Regions from separate parts of the Mus musculus genome. Here region 2 is linked to region 1. A link is a contact called in public HiChIP or PLAC-seq data. All regions are on one chromosome and are shown on one strand. Each heading gives the region's core, a stretch centred on a gene start, on an enhancer-like site or on the middle of the called end of the contact. The rest is flanking DNA. Distances are from core to core; before and after follow the strand shown. Region 1 overlaps Myh11 (myosin, heavy polypeptide 11, smooth muscle). Region 2 overlaps Abcc1 (ATP-binding cassette, sub-family C (CFTR/MRP), member 1).

Region 1 (5,120 bases), core at 1,278-3,777:
TGGAACATGTCTATGACTCCAGCACCAAGAAGATAATCAGTACCAGCATGGGTTACATAGTAAGAATCTGTTTCAAAACTACAAAACACTGTGTGTGTGTGTGTGTGTGTGTGTGTGTAACTTTGTTTTTGGAGTCAAAGGCTTTGGGAAATTCATACCAGACACATTCCTCACTGAGCTGAAGCAGCCCCATGTCAAGGGCTATGGTTGAGCAGTACAGACAAGGCTGTATTTTAGCTGCTTGGTACCCTGGTACAGTACACAGCAAGCGCCACAGTGTGAGGTCAGTATTGGCTGGTGAGGACTGTACCTGATGACACACAGGAAGAGTTTTAACTGCTCAAACCTTGAGAAAGGGAGAGATGACAATGGCCCAGACCATGCTAGGACCTGTGGCATACTGAAGGTGGAAGCGTGTCTCCACGTTCAGCTCACTCTGCTCCTTTCTTGTAGGTGACCTGCTTTTGGAGAGCTTCAACAGCTACACATTTTTATCCAATGGCTTTGTGCCCATCCCAGCTGCACAAGATGATGAGATGTTCCAGGAGACACTGGAAGCCATGTCTATCATGGGCTTCAATGAAGAGGAACAGCTAGGTGAGTTTCATACCTTGTATCTAGTAAGCTGGACTTGTGATGCTGGGGGATTCCTTACTGGCCCTCATCTCGTCAGGATGCATGGCTACTCTCTGGGTTTCCTACCTCCTGAAAGGAGGCAGAGAGGGAGAGAAGAAAGACCAAGAGAAGGAAAAGTGAATCCGTCCACATGTGACTTATTAGGCACATGACTCTTTTGGTTGCAACTGACCCAAATTGGCTTAAGAAAAAAAAAAAAAGTGATTCGCTCTGTGTTAGTTATCTCTGTTACCCTGGTGACACTGGACAGGAACAACTTAAGGAAAGGAGGATTTATCTTGGCTCATGGTCTCTAGGGTCTCATTCCATCATGGAGGGAAGGCATGGTAGAACTGTTCAGACCATGGCAGCAGGAATATATAGCAGAGCTCCTTAAATCACAGCAGGCAGGAAACAGAGTGGGAAGGAACTGCCCCTACAAACCTATTTCCACAGGCCAGGCCCTACCTAAAGGCTTTCAAAATAGCATCATTAGCTGGGGACCAAGAGCTGGGACGATAAGCTTATGGAGGATAGCCCAAAATCAAACCAATCAGTCCAGCATTGGAAGACTCAGACATGCTGGCTGCAGGTTCTAGGTTCTCGGGACTTAGAATTTCTCTTAAAAGCTGGTTTCTGGTCCTCCGTTGTTCAACACCACAGTACCTATTAGGCTGTAGTTTTCTTGACAACAAATGCAGTTTGTTACAGCCTTCGGGTTTGTAGCCACAGTGTAGATGGGGCTCGCTATTATTGCCCTGAATAGTGGTATCTCACTAGCTTGTGTTGGTGGGCTTAGGTGAGTGTGTGCGTTCCATGGTTACCTATGATGTTAGGAACACAGGACAGAGAGGTATAGGTGCTAAGAGCAGGCTCTTAGGGCTGAACACAGACACATCAGACCTGAATAAGGTGATGCAGGGTCTGCAAGGCTCTTCCCGGGAACTCAGCTGTGTTGACGAACTGATACTTGATGATAATCATTCCACAGTTGGCTCTGGAGCCCATTCACCCCCTGCTGGCTTCAGTGCTGTGGCTCCAGAGACACTTCCTTCTGGCTCAGACCAACTCCAGCATTCAGAATTAACTAGGGCAGGACTATGGTAAACTGGCCTCCCTTTCCACACCCTCTGGGGTCCCAGAAATATCCAGTTGCTACAGTGAGGACTATAGGATAGGCTGGTCCGTATAGAATAAATAGCCTATGGTCCAGAAAAAGAAAGTTCTAGGAGCTACATAGCAAGCTCAAGCAGACAGGCGTATAGACTAAGACCGTGTCTCAGAGACAAAATTAAACAAGCAAACCACTCATGGAGGCATACACCTTTAATCTCAGGACCACACAAGCAGAGTCAGAAGATTCTCTGTGAGTTCCAGGCCAGCCAGGGCTACACAGAGAAAATTTGTCTGAAAAACAAAACCAAAATAACAACAACAATGCAAACAAATGAAAACAGAAGAAAGCCAGGTGGTGGTAATGCACGCCTTTGATCCCAGCACTTGGGAGGCAATGGCAGGCAGATCTCTGAGTGTGAGGCTAGTGTGGTCTACAAAGAAAGTTCCAAGATAGCTAGGGATGTACATAAAAAACCCTGTTTCAAAAACAAAAATAGAAAAAGAAAATATCAAGGAAGACTTAAATCAGTGATGGAACATATAGGAACCAAATGGAGCAAGGGTTATCCCGATTGCCTTCTGTGGTGGTACATGCCTGTAAACAGCACCTGGAAGGGTGAGGCAGGAGGATTGATCTTAAGGTCAGCCTGAGCTAAGCAATGAGATCTGTCTGAACGTAGGGAAATACGCCAACAATCAATGCCCACAAGATAAACCAACATTTCCAGCTGCAGAGGTGGGCACTGCTGCCATCTACTGGTGAGTGATGGGGGTGCTGCTAAACATCTGTGGATGTACTGGACTGCTTTCTGCCCAAGAATTTCTACTGAATCAGCAAGGCTGAGCTGGCGTTAGACGGCGCACCCTCCCTCTGCAGGCACTTTGGCAATACCTAGCTTAGAGTTGTACTTTTGAGCACCTCTAGGCCAGCATATCCTAGTTCACAAAGTTCCTTTTGTGGGTGTTAGTAGGAAAGAGAACACCCTTGGCAGTGCCTTGTCTGTAACAGCTTCACAGTGAAGAGGAGTGGGGGTGGGAGTGGGTTGGTACATTAGCAACTGAATCTTTCTCCTCTTGACTATGTCTGGGCTTGTGGTATGAGGTCATCTGCTGTGAAGGAGACAAAACCCATGGTTTGGCCTGGGGACCAAAGGAAGATGGAGTTTCTAGGCTTTGTTACTAGGACATGATAACTTCTTGGTGACTGACTCCACAGTTCAAGTAGGTCTATTGGCAATCATCAAACACACCCTCTGCTCCTCCAGATATTCTTTACCTACCCATCTCTATCCATCCTCTATTTATCCACCCATTTACTCTATCCATTCATCTTTAATCCATCCATTTATGCATCTTTCATTCATTCATTTATCCATCTCTGCTCAGGTATCCATCCTCCATCCATTTATCCATCTATGCATCCATCCTCCATCCTCCTCCATCACTCCTACATCCACCCACCATCCATCCTCCATCCATTCATTCTTTCATGTATAATAGTCAGTGAGCTATATTTGGCCCATGACTGGAGCTTACAAGTCCCTGCTGCATAAAGAAATCCCATGTGATACAAGGTTTTCCAGCAACTTCCTGGCAATACTCATTTCCCACATTCGAGCATCTTCTTCTGTAAGTCAGGGAGTCAGACAATCTTGTCCAGACATGAGAACTCAGAACTCGGTCTACAGAGGGATGCCGCTGCTTGACTCTTAGTGTCCAGTGATGATTAGATTGATGGCTTTCAAAATACTTTGGCTGCTACTGACTAACCAATCCACTCTTCTCTCCCTACTTCAGCCATCTTGAAGGTAGTATCATCTGTCCTTCAGCTTGGAAACATTGTCTTCAAGAAGGAGCGAAACACAGACCAGGCATCCATGCCTGATAACACAGGTACTTGTCACTTTTCCCAGTGATGATAGCTTCTGGAATAAAGAAGCAGGTCACACTCAGGCACTGGTGGTATAGATGTCCTCCTTATCTATGGCTACACATGGCAGTCAGCTGTGGTCTAAAAGTACAAGTCAACACAAGGAGAGAGTATGACAGAGAACAGCCACCTTTGTGTGACTTTTATTATAATACACTGTTACAATTATGTCATTTGTTGTTACTGTAATTGTTACTTTAATAGTAGTACTTCTTTTGGAGACAAGGCCTCAGTGGATAGCCCAGGCTGGCCTGGAACTCCCAGTTCTTCAGCCTCCAAGTGTTAGGATGGCAAGTACGCTTCACCATGCTGGCTACCTGACTTATTCCTAATTCCTGTTGTTAGCTCCTCATGGTACCTCCTGTTTAAGTTAACTTTATCAGAGGTCTCTATACAGGAAAGCATCAGCATGCATAGGGCTGGCACCATCTCAGTTCCAGTCATTCACTCAGTCTTGGGCATATGCCCCATCCCTAGGGGGGGCTTTCTGCTGTCTCTGCCTCTTCCTTCAAGTGTTTCATGGCTGCAGATCCTACAGCACAAAATCAGAAACTCAGTGGTTCCAGCCAGATGGGCCCTCACGCATGGGTCACCTCTTCTGAGCTCTCCAATGGTTTATGTATTGAATAAGCATTTCCAAGCAGTTGCACTCTGCCAGGCCTTAAGACACAGCAGAAAGAAAGCCAGCTCAGTTCTTCTTATGGTACAGCCTTGGTGAGGAGCCAGGCCTCAAGCTCCTTGCAAATGAAGGGTCCCAGATAAAGCACAGGTGGTCCAACTGAACCCAGTTTTCAGTCAAGCCATAACACTTTCCACCACAAGAGTGTTCCCTGGGCAGAGCAGGCGGCTCTGAGGTCAGAGCACTTGTTGCTCTTCTAGAGGACCCAAGTGCAGTTCTCAGCACCCCGGTTTGAAACCTCAAAACTGCCTGTCACTTCAGCTCTCAGATATCCATCACTCTTTTTAGCACCCACATGCATGTGTGCTTACTCACACACATGCATAAACAAAAATAAAACCCTTAGAAAGAGAGTCTACTATAAAGTGTTATTTCTCTGAAATTCTTATTTAAATTAAAACCCTGGTTACCCTCCTCTGGATTTCCCACCACTGATTCTGGCCATCTTTCTTGAAAATACTCAAAATTTTCTGTCTCTGAGAGGATCACCTGGCTCCCATCACTCTTAGTAGTAGCTAAATATCCGGTTTCTAGTTTTGGGGCCACCACAGACTCTGTATTATATCACTGTACAGCCCCACAGAGCCAAGTCTATTGGACATATATTGTGTAGTAACCCGCCACCCCTAAATGTGACATATGAATAAGATCCAGTTCTCCATGAGAATCCAGAGACATGAACAGATAGCTTGTGAAGCAATGGAGGACCCACAAACTTTAGTACTATCTGCACCCCATACCCCCCCCCCATGTGATAGACAAATCTTTGTGTGTGGGAAG
Region 2 (5,103 bases), core at 237-2,736, 140 kb before region 1:
TGTTTGCTCTCAAAGGGAAAAAAAAAAAAGCGGAACAAAGGAGGAAAAAAATACTATTGTGACTTAAATGTTAAAACACAGCCAATAATGACATGAGTTATAGTCCACAGGTACGAGGAAGTGTGGTGGTGGAGGCTGAAGGTTGTTGTTACAAGGTCATGTGAGGATGGGAATTTCTTTTAACAGCAAATACCACAAAATGGAATGCAACTAACTACCATGGTCACTCAAAACACGAGAAGGCTAAGCCTTACGGGTTAGTACACAAATAAATATGCAATGGCCCAGGAAAGAATTTTTACAATGCTCAGGAAAAACAGAGGGCCAAGGTCTCCAGTACATTGTATACATTAACAGGAAAAAGACCCACCATGATACATAAGGACATATAGCCTTACTTTCACTAATTTCCAGAAAGGGTCTCATTAATTTGCCTGGGCTGACACGGAAGTCACCTTGTAATTCAAGCAGATCTCATACTTGTGAACCTCCTGCCTCAGCCTCCCCGATCTCTGGGAGATACTGACTTGGATTTGAACAAATGGATTGTTGTTGTTTTTGTTTTGTTTGTTGTTGTTTACCACAGTGTCGTGTCGCAGTGACTGGCCTCTACCTCCTAAGCCTCCTGTTTCAGCCTGCGATTACAGGTATGCACCACCACACCCAGCTAGAAATGGGAATTTTTATTCACTTACATTCAGAAAAGGCTAGCTATATACTTCTTGAAAATAATCAGCCTTTATATTAAAGGTTAAAATTTATGTAATTTTGACTCATGCACAAGGATACATATTAGATAAAAGGGAACTCTAGGCATGGTCCATATCACAGTTCTGAAGCCTGGAAAAGATTTGTGAGATTCTATGTATCTGTGTGGATGGCAAAAATACCAGCAGAATAAAGATTATAATCTATGTAGACTTAAGTATGTGATCTATTTTACAAGCAGGTGGAAGGACATGGCTACAGGCTGGTCCAATAGAACAGCATCTACGAGCCGGGCGTAGTGACGCACGCCAGCACTTGGGAGGCAGAGGCAGGCGGATTTCTGAGTTCGAGGCCAGCCTGGTCTACAAACTGAGTTCCAGGACAGCCTGTCTCGAAAAACCAAAAAAAAAAAAAAAAAAAAAAAAAAGAACAGCATCTTCATGAACACATCTGTGTGGTTTGTTTGACTACAGAGCATGTGTGATTTTTATAATCAGAAAACTTTGTGCTGCAACTAGAAGCTTTATGAGTGAGGGGGAGGTCATAGTGACATCTGAGGACAGGATGTAAGTAGAGCCTTCCATATTGTCTAACTGTTAATTACTTCTTAAATAACATGATTTAAAAAAAAAAAAAAAAAAAAAAAGACGCTTCGTATTTAAACACAGCTTTGAAAAACTGGAAGGGACCCAACCACCCTCATTTGGTCTCCTGATCTCAGCTCCCTGGTATGCAAGGTTTAACTTCTCTGAGCAAAATCCTCTCACATCCAGAAAAGCAGCTCCAACAGGCTTCCAGCTTGCTCAAGACTCATGTGCCTTGAATATAATAGGTGTTTAGTAAGTGCTGGAGGGGTCATTTGTGGGAGTGTGACTGTTGTATTGACCTAGTAATTAACTAGCAAATTTCAAAAGGTAAATATCTCTCAAGCAGGCAACTTCTGGTGGGGAAACTCACGCTGCTGAGTCATATGCATGTATCTGCTCACAAAGCATGATCAGGAATGTTCCCACGGGCCCCCAACAGCCCCATCCCCTCCCCAGTGCTGATTAACCAGCTGAAAGACTGATAATGACCCTGACAGTCACCAAGAGGGAACAGGGTGAGACCGTGGCTTCTTAGCTTTTCCACAGATAAAAAGGAAAGCTCGGTAAGAAATGTGACTTCCTTGTTCTTTCAAATTCCACAGACTACAGAGAAGGATATTGCCTCTTACGGTTAAGTGAAGGATACAAGATACAAAATATTTACAGCATGAAAAATATAGAGAGAAAATGTGCACACATAAACACAAACTGTGCATGTGTGCTCTCTCTCTCTTTCTCATCATCATCACTCACTCACTCACTTCAGAGGGAGTGGGCAGGGAAGAACACTGAAACCTGACTTTTTCCCTTCATATTCTTATTACTTTTTTTTTTTTTCTTAAAGAAACAGCACTATTCAGACTTAATAGGCCTTGACCAATTCTGAAATTCCCTCACAGGACTGACTATAAAAGGAAGTCAGGGGACCTGAGGGTACAGCTCAGTGGTGTGCTGTGTGTGAGGCCCTGTGCTGTGCTTAGCATACACAAAAGGGTTTGGTCCCCAACAACAGATGTAGTAGAACCTACCTGTAATCCTAACACTTGGGGGTGAAGGCAGTTAGTTCAAGGTCATCCTTGCCTACATTGGGAGTTTGAGAGCAGCCTGGGCTAGAGGCTCTGTTTAAAAAAAAAAAGGAGGTGGGGGGGGGGGACCTGTAGTTAAATTTTTCAAGTTGTTTTCTAAAAGCCAGCAGAAAATCTACCTAGCCAAAAAAGGAAAACCTGTGTTGGTCATTAAAAGCTGTTTGAAGACTAAAAGGCAGCTGTAAAGTGGGATATCCCAGCTCAGGCTCGCTCGAGAGGTTCTGAGCCACAGATGAGACAGGGGATGAGAAGAGGGGAAAGTGTACAAGCTTGATTTAAGCACGAGGAGGACTGGGGCTGAGGTCCATCTCAGAGTGCACTTGGGTTCCATCCGCAGCACAGCACACCCATTTGTTCCAATACAGATCAAAGGCCCTGATCGCTCTGGACAAGTGTTTCTTCCTCCCTGGCCTGGGATTTCCAGGCCCTTTCTATTAGGCTTCATGCATCTGTGAAAAACTTGAAGCAGGACTTCAATGAGATTTCTACTGGCCCTGTAACTCCTCTGAGCTAAAATGCAGTAATACAGAGCTGGGAATGGAGCTGAGTTGGCAGAGTATTCATCTCATGCTTGTGAAGCCAATTCCCATCCCCCACTCTGAAGACCCTGAGCCACTAGTGCTCCCCTATAGTCCCAGCACTCAGAGGCAGATGCAGGAAGTGAGGGGTTCAAGAGCATCCTCTGCTACACATCAAGTTCCAAGCTGGTTTGGACCGCACTCTGTCTCAAAAAATATGTAAGAGCTAAATATGGCTCAGCAGTAAAAGCCCAGGCTGCTCTGGCAGAGGACTCACATTAACAATTCCAAGAACCACATGGCAGCTCACAATCACTTGTAACCACAGTTCCAGAGGAGCCAGTGTCCTCTCTTGCCTCTGCAGGCACCAGACAAGCATGCAATGCAGACTCATACACATAAAATGAAAATCTGTATATATGTATGTGTGTGTATGTGTGTGTGTGTGTGTGTGTGTGTGTGTGTGTGTGTACATTGTACTCTATGCTACTCCAACCACATCACGGTCCTCAGGACCCTGGCATGGGTTTTCCCTCTTTCTGGGACAGAGCCAGTTCAACCACCAAAATAGTGGGACAAATGTCACTTCTTGTTAAGGTGGTTTATACCCACCCTAGTTCCTCCTGGTTTAGGTCTCTGTGTGCTTTACTGTGATTTGGAATTGTTTGGGGGCATCCCTAGCACAAAGCCCATGAGTTCATGGACCCAGCCTGTCTTGTTCAAGACTACATCCCCAGTATCCAGAGCAAAGCTAGAACACCTACCAGATACTCAATAATTTAAAAAAAAAAAAAAAAAAAAAAAAGTGTGAGTGTTCATTGTGAAGAAACAAGGGGACAAAGCCACACCCTTGAGCTGGAGAGATGGCTCAGAAGTTAAAAAGCACTGACTGTTCTTCCAAAGGTCCTGAGTTCAATTCCCAGCAACCACCCAGAAGGCCAAGGAAACTGAGCTTCTCAGAAAATAAAACTCAGGAAAAGAGCAGGGAAAAGTTCCATAAAATCTTCTTTACGACTCAAGGGTAGCAGGATGGCAGCCTAGAGCCACCCCCCTTGCCCCCAATAACAGCACAGAGAAGTCCCATAGGTAAGTCAGAGGAGTGCTAAAGCAGGCTGACTCTGGACTTGGTAACTACTTAACCTGAGGCAGTTCAGAGAAAGGGAGGAGAAAGGGGGTGGGGGGGAGCGCAGCACTGAGAGACTGAGGAAGGTGAAGGGAAAGTTCCAGGACAAACTGAGAAGAAAGCGCCTGTCTCAGAGGGGATGAGAGCTGTGGGGATGACTAAGTGTGTCTACAGTGCACGCTGCACAAGCATCCCCAGCACCATGGAAGAGCTTTGAGCAATGGCATGCATTTGTAATCCCAGGGTGCGAAGGCAGAGAGAAAAATACCAAGAGGCCTCTGGCCAGTCAGCTTGATTAAAAATGGGTAAAGCTCCAGGTTCAGTAAGAGACCCCATCTCAAAATACATGGTACTTGACCTAGTAAGTCACCTACCATTGACCTCTGGTCTCTACATATGAACAAAAAGGAATGAATGGCTGGACACAGTAAAGCACCCTTTGATCTCACACTCAGGGACAGAGGAGGGCCATTTGGCACTGCCTGGGGGCATGTTTGGTTTAACAAGTGTGGCTATGGCTGGCAATTTGTGGGCAGAGGCCAGGGCATTGCCGAGTAACCTATAATACTCAGGGTGCCCCGACAGCACAAATAACAGTTTGGTTCAACTGTGAACACGGCAGGGTTGAGAAACTAGGCTCTATTCTCCCTCACCACACCCTGACACTCCCACAAACGCAGCGTCTCACCACTTAGCAAGCAGGTAGCCCCAAGCAGAAAAACACAAGTACACACCTCTACCAAGGCAGACGCTATCCCCAATTTCTTGTCAAGACAGGGGAAGCTTGCTCCAGGCTCTCAGCATCCCAACCCACTTACTTACCTTGGTAAAACATCCAGGCAAGCTTTTACAAGCTGGTGTTTTTACTGACTATTAAGACCTACTTGAAAACCTAGAGACTACGTGTGTATCAGATACCTGCTTCAGAATCCTAGGGTACCTAGAATAACAACCCTACAGCCCACCCTCCTGCCATAGCAAACAGACCTGGGTCCGAGACAGGATCTTCATGCTGCCAGTCTGGCCAGCTGGGAATGAGGTGTAGCTAAGCAGCTGAGCACTGGCCTAGATATTCAAGACCC

Evidence for each region. HiChIP or PLAC-seq counts read pairs in DNA pulled down with a chosen protein or histone mark.
Region 2: a FOXA1 HiChIP or PLAC-seq map of pancreatic cancer cells shows a contact between it and region 1. The contact joins two enhancer-like sites. A contact is called at or near these places in 16 of 39 promoter capture datasets (the 3T3-L1 cell line, 3T3-L1-derived adipocytes, the HPC-7 cell line and 10 more), 2 of 484 Hi-C or Micro-C datasets (Th1 cells and cerebral cortex), 5 of 115 datasets of contacts at active chromatin or transcription factors (the HPC-7 cell line, SST interneurons, bone marrow-derived dendritic cells and 2 more) and 1 of 9 other capture datasets (embryonic stem cells).

Annotation. Positions count from the first base shown.
Region 1 is chr16:14,234,873-14,239,992 of GRCm38.p6, reverse strand. Myh11 (myosin, heavy polypeptide 11, smooth muscle) reads left to right here. Exons shown (of 41, transcript NM_001161775.1): 9 at 454-597; 10 at 3,529-3,624. Among named protein-coding and RNA genes, the nearest start is that of Myh11, 54 kb to the left of the region's middle. Within about 2 kb of position 2,527, at least 10 of the 459 cell types and tissues checked have an H3K27ac peak or open chromatin away from gene starts, as enhancers often do. A contact at or near this core is called in pancreatic cancer cells, where this site is marked.
Region 2 is chr16:14,369,559-14,374,661 of GRCm38.p6, reverse strand. All of the region lies in intron 1 of Abcc1 (ATP-binding cassette, sub-family C (CFTR/MRP), member 1), which reads right to left. Among named protein-coding and RNA genes, the nearest start is that of Abcc1, 11 kb to the right of the region's middle. Within about 2 kb of position 1,486, at least 112 of the 459 cell types and tissues checked have an H3K27ac peak or open chromatin away from gene starts, as enhancers often do. A contact at or near this core is called in pancreatic cancer cells, where this site is marked.